Regions from separate parts of the Gossypium hirsutum genome. Here regions 1 and 2 are each linked to region 3. The links are chromatin contacts, called in public Hi-C maps. All regions are on one chromosome and are shown on one strand. Each heading gives the region's core, a stretch centred on a gene start, on an enhancer-like site or on the middle of the called end of the contact. The rest is flanking DNA. Distances are from core to core; before and after follow the strand shown.

Region 1 (2,700 bases), core at 6-2,505, 900 kb after region 3:
CATTATTATAAAACAGTTTATTTATACACACAGAAAAAAAAACTGAAATAATAATGGTAACATCTTATATTAAAACATGATAAATAAAATATGTTATTACAACCATCTCATTATTGATCTTTGAGCATACTCTTACAAAAATTTCATATTATTAGTATTTTACGTAATTTGTATAACATTTAATAAATTGAGGTATCAAATTGTGCTTAAAAAAAGCTTAGGTACCAAATTATAAAAAAATATTAAATTCAGGTATCAAATTGGGCCCAAAAAAGTTTAGATACCAAATTAAAAAAATTATAAATTTAAAAATCAAATATTATATTAAGCCATTTCCTTTTTCTTTTTCTTTTTTTTTTTGTTAAAAACGCTTTTCTGTAAACGTATTTTTACCACTAGATAATTAAAATTTCAGCATACATCCCTAATTTTTCCCTCAGATATACTCTTAAATTTTCCGTAAGCAACATGTATGAAAAAAACTGCTTCATTATCAGTAACATTTAAAATAAGTTAAAATATTAATGAAGTGATCAAATTTTAAAATTTAATAGAGAAAATATTTATTTTAAAAGTTTGGAAACATTACGAACATTGAACACTGCACAAAAGAATGATTCGGAAAATAATTTCGATACTAATTTTAAAAAAAAAGAAAAGAAAATAATCAATATCTTCAGCAATAATTGCAATGCAACATCACCCATAGATTTGCGCCACGTACCAGAAGTTAAACGGCGATGATGGAATGGGCGAAGAATCTTTTATTGTGGTAAGTGCAGGGGGGGCGCATGTGGGCCATAGCTTTCGAGATCACGTCTCAATCATTAGACAAACACATTATAAAAGATTGGTCCCACCTCAAAAGCGACCCTTTTCATAAAATCATTTTCTACATAAAAACTTTTATTATAAATTTGTCCCTTAACTATAACTCAATTTTCATATTTATCCTTGGAATTTTATTGTATTTAAACTATCAATTTTATCTTAGTTTACCAAAAAATAATATCATCTAATAAGAACATGACACGTGACATTTACTTATTAAATATCATATGCCTTTTGTATAAAATGAGACAATTGATAGTTTTAAAAAAAAGTTTAAGGAGTAATTTTAAATTAGAGTATAGTTTAAGGATGAATTTAAGAAAAAAGCCTACATAAAATAACATTAAAATTAAATAGTTGAAATTGGTAATTGCAAAGTAGCAATTATGAGTCATATAATAATAGTAATAATAATAATAATATAATTCCAAACTAAACCATGGGCTAAGTCTATCACCCACTCCACTCCACTCCACTCCTCCATAAATTTATAGTGGCTTTCTTAAACATTGGCTGCCTCTTGTGGAAGAGAGAGAGAGAGAGCGCTTCAAATATCTCTCCGAATTCTCCACCTCTTAACATAGATTTGATTTCTCTTTTAGTCAAGTAATGTCAGGGAAGAGACCACGTCCGATGATGGGGAAATTGTCTGAATTATTGGTTTCCGGCAAAAAACCCGTATTTTTGGATGCTGTTGTTACAAGCCCTAGGAGTCCACTAGATTTGAAGACACCATCACCTAGAAGTTCGAAGAGATATGATGTTGGTGGGGTTGGACTAGGGATTGCTGTTGCACTAGATAACAAGTGTAGTACCCATTCCTGCAGGCATACTATTTGTAGCTCAAATGTAATTGTTGTGAAATCTGGTGGGAAGAATTTAGAGATGGAAAGTTTGGAGGATTTTACGTATGTGACTACCCATGGATCTGGCAAGTCGTCTACAAAGGTGTATTATGATGGAGGTGAAGAAAGGAGAAAAAGTAACTGTGAAACCCCAGCTCCAGCACCAAGATTTGTGGAAGAGGTTGCTTACCCAACTTCAGATTTTCTCAGTTGTTGTCACCTATGCAGGAAAAAGCTGCATGGCCAAGACATTTACATGTATAGGTAAACACACACCCTTTTACCCCTTTTTTAATTACCCAATCTCTGCTTGCTTGTTTCCATATGGTAATTAATTACATGAGAGAAACTGATAATTCTGTTGTTAATGATATGTGTTGTTTTCAGAGGGGAAAAAGCGTTTTGCAGTTCAGAGTGTAGGTCAACTCAAATAATGATGGATGAGAGGAAAGAACAGTGCAGATCAGAAGTTTCAAGATCTGCAAGAGTCACAACCTCCTCTTATGAGTCTGGGGATATCTTCTTCTCAACTGGGATTCTTGCAATTTAGCTTCCAGTCCTCATATGGGGGTTCTTCCTGCGTATGTAATTATATCTATCGGAGAAATACCATATACCTTTATGAGGATTAAGAATAACTTTATTAAGAATAATAAAAACAGAAAGCTAAATGAGAAATATTGGGTTTGATAAGAAATGAACATCCTTTCGCAGTTTTCATTTTTGAAGATAAAATGAGAGAAGATTCTGATGTTCATAATTATAAACTGAAAGCTAAATCCATGGTCTGTTGGTAGAGAGGTAGAAATATGAAGCTATCTCATATACGATAATGATCACAAAAGACATTAGTTAGCAAAGGAATTGTTTTAGTACACATACAAGTTGAAGGCATTCAGCAATCTTAACCAAAAAAAAAAAAAAAGGGTAAACAAGAGAAAAATGGAAAAACAGATTCATCCTATCAGTTCTCCAAATATGCTAAGCCAAAATAGATCCGGATCTCGCCATTTACTGATAGTAC
Region 2 (2,700 bases), core at 126-2,625, 780 kb after region 3:
ATTTATTTTGCAGCAAGAATAACAAAAAAGTAGAAACTTTTTTATGTTTTTCATTGGGAAGCCTATGGCTTAAATTCATCTAAGCTGAGCTTCGATATATTTATAAGCGACCCCATCAAATAAAACACTTACCAATTATTGGCATCAAAAGGATCTCATTATTCTGCAATTTTTTCTATATTTAGGCATATGCTAATCCTTTTGTGAGTATAATTCCGATGGCATTTTTAATTACAGGCATGTCAGTATGAATGTGTTCCTATGGACAACCATAGAGTTCAATCGTCTAACAGGAGCCAAAACAAATTAGTAAACTTCATCAATAGTAAAACTCAATTCTTTTTTTCAATCCAAGTTATTCTTCAAAAAGGTATCACAACTTACGGTATTATTAACCTTGCAAACCCAAAGAAAGTAAATACATTCCATTTCCCATTATGTTTCCTCAATCTACTTGACTTAATATACACATAATATGTTTTTATTTATTTTAGGCTTCATTCATTTTAGCTCCTAAAGTATACTTGTTTTCTCGTTTTAATCCTTATTTTTTTCCCTCAATTTTATACCTTAAAAACACTTGAATTTTCAATTTAATACCTAAAATATACCTTCGTGATATTTTTTTAATCCAATTTTTCTCATAGCCAATTAAAAAAATACCACGAGGTGCCTTTATATACAAAAATAACTATTTTCTTTATTAATTGTATATACACATTAAAAATGTAAAAATGGAAATAAATATATAAAAGTTTAGAATATATATATATATAATCTAGAAAAAAACATATGAATTATAAAATTTATAAAAAAATTAAAAATTTGAAAAGAAATCAGTGGAAATTAATAATATTATTGAAAAAATTTAAAGAAAATTTTAAAAAAAAGTTTAAAGTACACTGGTGAATGATGATTCTTTTTGTGACAAATGATGTTCTTTTTTGCGCCACACATCAATATTTTTTGTGAAGTATACTCTTTTTTCGTTATAATTATGGACCGCTTTTTATGCATTTCAGTACCTATGGTTGTGCTTTTAACTTTGAAAACAATTACTAAATATTCATCTATTGTTGATTTAGCATTAGTTTGATTGATATGAATATTAATGTCAATATAGAAAAATATGAGTTTGAGTGCGTTAAAATGCATTATTTTTTTATTTATGGATTTAAGAGGGACTATACTTTTAAAAAAAAATTCAATTGGATTAATGAATTCAAATCTTAAACAAAAAAATATCCCATATGTTGGATTCGGTTAACTCTAGCTAAGTAGGCCTAAGAAAACAAATAACAAAAACTGGCCGCCATCAGATTGGCCCATAAATTCAAAAATAAAAACTGAACTGAAATAATAAACCTATATCTATACTCCAGTCGTCGGGTACAGCTGGCCATCATAATGATACTGCCAATTCATATCCCCGAGACAGCTGTAAAGCGAAGCAGATCTTCTGAAAAAAATCTTTTGCTTATCTACTTTATTTCCAAAACAGAACCATTTGCTTTTCTTCCATTTCAAAAGTCACAAACTCTTCTTTTCCTCTTTCATTCCGATGGTCTTAGTCGTTTCTTCTTCTCTTTTAATTTGAAAGTTCCCGGAAATTTTTCTCTATTTCTCTTCTAATCGATTGTGGAATCCCTCCCTCTAGGTATTGTTCCTTGCCATTCTTGAGTGCTGCTTTTGCTAATAGATGAGCGCATGTATTTTTTGTCCTTGGGATGAAATGGGATCTGATTTCTTGGAAATGTGTCTTTAGACTTTGAATGTCACCGATAATTGCTCCGATATTTGATCTGTCACGATCTGCACTTTGACATTTTGTTATTATCGTTCTCGAGTCTCCTAGTATGTCCAGAGTATGAAAACCCATATGAATCCCTAATTTTTTTGCTTGAAATCCTACATGTGCTTCCACCCAAACGGAGATGCAACGTTGAAATGAAGAGTTGATTTTAATGCTATGATTCTACCCCCTCATCTTTAACAACTAGGTTTGATGTAGATCTAAAATTTTGTAGGTCAAAAGCCGCATCAAAATAGATAGCCACCTTCGCCCTCTACATGTTCTGTATGGGTCTCGTTTTTGCTTCCAAGATAAGTACTTTGTCCTCTATACCATCCAACTCTGAAATGTAACTGGTAACTTGTTTTGAGATATCTTGACTGGTGCTTGATTTGCCTTCATAGATTAACTTGTTTCTATTTGTCCATATTAACCAGAGTCCGCAACAAAAGATTCTACATTGCTCATTCGTCCCTTGATTGAAAACCAAAGTAAGCCAAGTCCAAAAATCTGGATTGCTATTATTAAGAACCCATGAGAAGTTTAAATGTCTCCACACTTCCTTCGTTGTAGGGTACAATCAGAAGACATGGTTACTGTCTCCTTCACCTTGATGGCATCTAATACACTGATCCTCAACCATTACTCTTCTCATCTTCAGATTAGAAAAAAGTGGGGATGTAATTCCACAAAATTTTCCACATTGTAATTTTGAATTTCGAAGGCATGTATAGGTTCCGCAATTTCTTGTAAAAATTTTTAGTATCGGCCTGTATATAATTACTAGGATTCAATGTAGTATCCTGTAATAGTTTATAGGCACTTCTTACTGAGCAGTTTCTAAATGACTCCCCTCTCCACACCTGAAAGTCTTCATGAGTGGACTTTGCTAACAAAATTTGTAGTAT
Region 3 (2,700 bases), core at 115-2,614:
AATTAAAGTTGGCAAAAATTATATATATTTTAACATTATTCATGCACTGTTGCCTTATGTGTAATATTTTGGTTGATGCAATCAAAACAAACTAAAGTTTACACCGATGCAAAAAAAAGAAAGAAAGAAAGAAAGAAATGATCGTTTCAATTTATTACTGGAATTGAGTAGTATAATTGGAATCGACGTGGAACCAACTACATTGATCCGAACTATATTGATCCAAATTAAGGCCTTATTTAATATTGCTTAAAAAAATAATTTTGGCTTGAAAAACACTTTTAGAAGAAAAATTGTGTTAAACAATTTAATTTTGGCTGAATTTTTTTACTTTTTAAAAACAGTTTTGCAAAAAAAAAAACACTTTTGGTGTTTAATTATTTTTTCACCCCTCCAACAACATGATATTTTTTCTTTTTTTTTCTTGGTGTTTAATTACAAATGTGTTAAAATTATAAATTAAAAATAAAAAAAGTATTTTTTAAAATAATACAAATATGTTCATATCTAATTACAAATATTTAATGGTTATATTTAATTATTTAAAATATAGTTCATATCTAATTACAAATATTTAATGGTTATATTTAATTATTTAAAATATAGTTTATATATTCTAATTAAATTTTATAAATAATTAAAATTTATTACTTAAAAATAATTAAAATTTATATTTCATATAGTAAATTATTAACAACAAGTTGTAATAAATTATTTTTTATATATTTACTAAAATATAATAATATTAATTAATTTGAATATTATTTAAATATATATTTATTACTTGATAATATCATGTTTAAAATGAATATTTTGTTTCTTAAAAGCACGTTTTAATAGTAATACTAAACACTTATATCTTAAACTAAACTTTTCAAAAACAATGTTAAACTAACCTTTAGAAAGATAATAAGAAGAAAATAAGATATAAAATTACCAAGACAACCTCAAATGACAATTAGGGTCTCAATACTAGCAAGCTATATGAGTTGAACTCAAAAAATTTAAATTTGATTGAACTATCAGTCGAGCATTACAATGCTTTGATTCAAATAAGTAGATTTATGAAAATTTAATTACAAACAAGCTTCAACTAATCTATTGAACGAAAACTTATTGGATTAAATGAACCCCACATTTGGAGTTCAACCATGCAAAATGAGAATTGATAAGGGATCTGAACCAGACTGTTATCCTATAGTCGAGCGCCAACTATACTTATTTTCACTCCAAGGAGAACCCTTTACGCACGCCCACAAGGCCGCACGCGCGCACCTCCCAAGTCCAAAACAGTGAAAAGAAGGGTACCAACTTAAACTGTCCGCCTATTAATAGCCTAACACCACTCGCCAATTCACACGCGCAACGATTACAATTTTAATTCATTAAGTAAAAAAGAAAAAAAATCCTTACTTCCTTTAATTTACCGAAGGCCTGATTGCTTCAGAGTTCAGCCTTCACAGTCTCTTATATGTCGGCATGTTTCACAATTTATAAAAGAAAAGAAAAAAAGAAAGCTGTTTTTTGCTCTGCTTTTGCTTGGCCTTTCGCTTTGGTTCTGTGATTTCCAGGCGACAAGTGTTTTTTTTTCCTTCTCCTTGATCCCATAAAGTTTCTTTCTTTTTTTCTTTTCTTTTTTCTCGTCGGATTCTAGAAAACAGAACGATGAGCTTCAAATGAGCTGAGGAGCAGTTTTTAATGTTCCATGCAGTTAGTTCTTTACGGTTTCGGCTACTTTTAAACTGATTCAACTCTGGAATCTGATTTATTCCTTTGGAGAAGTAAATGCTTTCACGTGATTGAAAATACCCAACATTTCAAAAGCTTTTTACCAAGCTAATCAAAGCGAAAGAACAAGGTTTTTTGCCTTTGGTTTTGCTTTCTAAGTTAGGGTTTTAGTTCTTTTTTGGGATTTGTGATTTATTAATGGAAGCTCCGGCGTTTCCTTAAGCGCGTTTGTGGTGATTTTCCTACCAAGGGATGCCGCTAAAATGATTCTTCTTTGAACCGTTGTGGTTGATAGCTAAAAGACTGGAAGTAACTATATGGTGAAGAAAGTTGATTTCTTTTCTGTGTTTTGTTGGAGCATAAGAAGTGGTTGTGTTCCTTAGAGATTTTTCTTTTTGTAAAAAAAATAAAAATTATCCGAGATTGTAAACATGAAGGCTCCACCAAATGGATTTATGGCAAATTCTGCAGAAGGTCTGATTTCTCTTACTGATCCTTTTTTTTTTCTTCTTTTAGCTCTGATTCAGCTTTTTTTTTCTGGGTCGAAATAGCCTTTGGGTTCTACGCAGTCTGGGATTTTCTTGATTATTAGTTTATATATTTGGTTATTTTTCTATGTCATCCATACCCGTCTAAGTTGTTTTTAGTTTAAATAAATTATTGCTCAGTATTAGTTTTGTTTTAATGCTCTACATTTGTTCGTGTAAATTGTCATATCTCTTTTTGAGAAATCCTATAAATCCCATTTTCATAAAAATGGAAAGAAGCACTTAACAAGACTAAAAGTAAAATTTAATGTAACTGAGTGGCAACTTTCCTCATTCTAATGGGGAAAGGTTTGGGTTTGGGATCATTTATCATTTGCAAATTGAAGGTTAAAAAGAAAGAAAACATACAACAATTATACTTTTGTCAAGTTCAAATATGAAGTATTAAGTATTATATAAGAATATTCATGATAACTTTTTAATT

What was found. A called contact is a pair of places that touch in the nucleus more often than the background predicts.
Region 1: a Hi-C map of leaf shows a contact between it and region 3, with 2.0 times the contacts expected there. The contact joins the promoter of LOC107961640 here to the promoter of LOC107962189 in region 3. A contact is called at or near these places in 4 of 34 Hi-C or Micro-C datasets (hypocotyl and leaf).
Region 2: a contact with region 3 is called in a Hi-C map of leaf, with 2.6 times the contacts expected there. The contact joins the promoter of LOC107961637 here to the promoter of LOC107962189 in region 3. A contact is called at or near these places in 15 of 34 Hi-C or Micro-C datasets (anther, callus, fibers and 4 more).

Annotation. Positions count from the first base shown.
Region 1 is chrA06:21,422,284-21,424,983 of Gossypium_hirsutum_v2.1, reverse strand. It overlaps LOC107961640 (FCS-Like Zinc finger 13), which reads left to right and starts at 1,255. Exons shown (of 2, transcript XM_016897705.2): 1 at 1,255-1,940; 2 at 2,064-2,354. The coding sequence starts at 1,441. The coding sequence ends at 2,226. It overlaps LOC107961639 (oligouridylate-binding protein 1), which reads right to left. Exons shown (of 12, transcript XM_016897703.2): 12 at 2,471-2,700. The coding sequence ends at 2,688.
Region 2 is chrA06:21,542,323-21,545,022 of Gossypium_hirsutum_v2.1, reverse strand. It overlaps LOC107961637 (20 kDa chaperonin, chloroplastic), which reads left to right and starts at 1,375. Exons shown (of 10, transcript XM_041115858.1): 1 at 1,375-1,657; 2 at 2,028-2,283; 3 at 2,366-2,700.
Region 3 is chrA06:22,325,727-22,328,426 of Gossypium_hirsutum_v2.1, reverse strand. LOC107962189 (auxin response factor 7) reads left to right here and starts at 1,364. Exons shown (of 13, transcript XM_016898489.2): 1 at 1,364-2,202. The coding sequence starts at 2,160.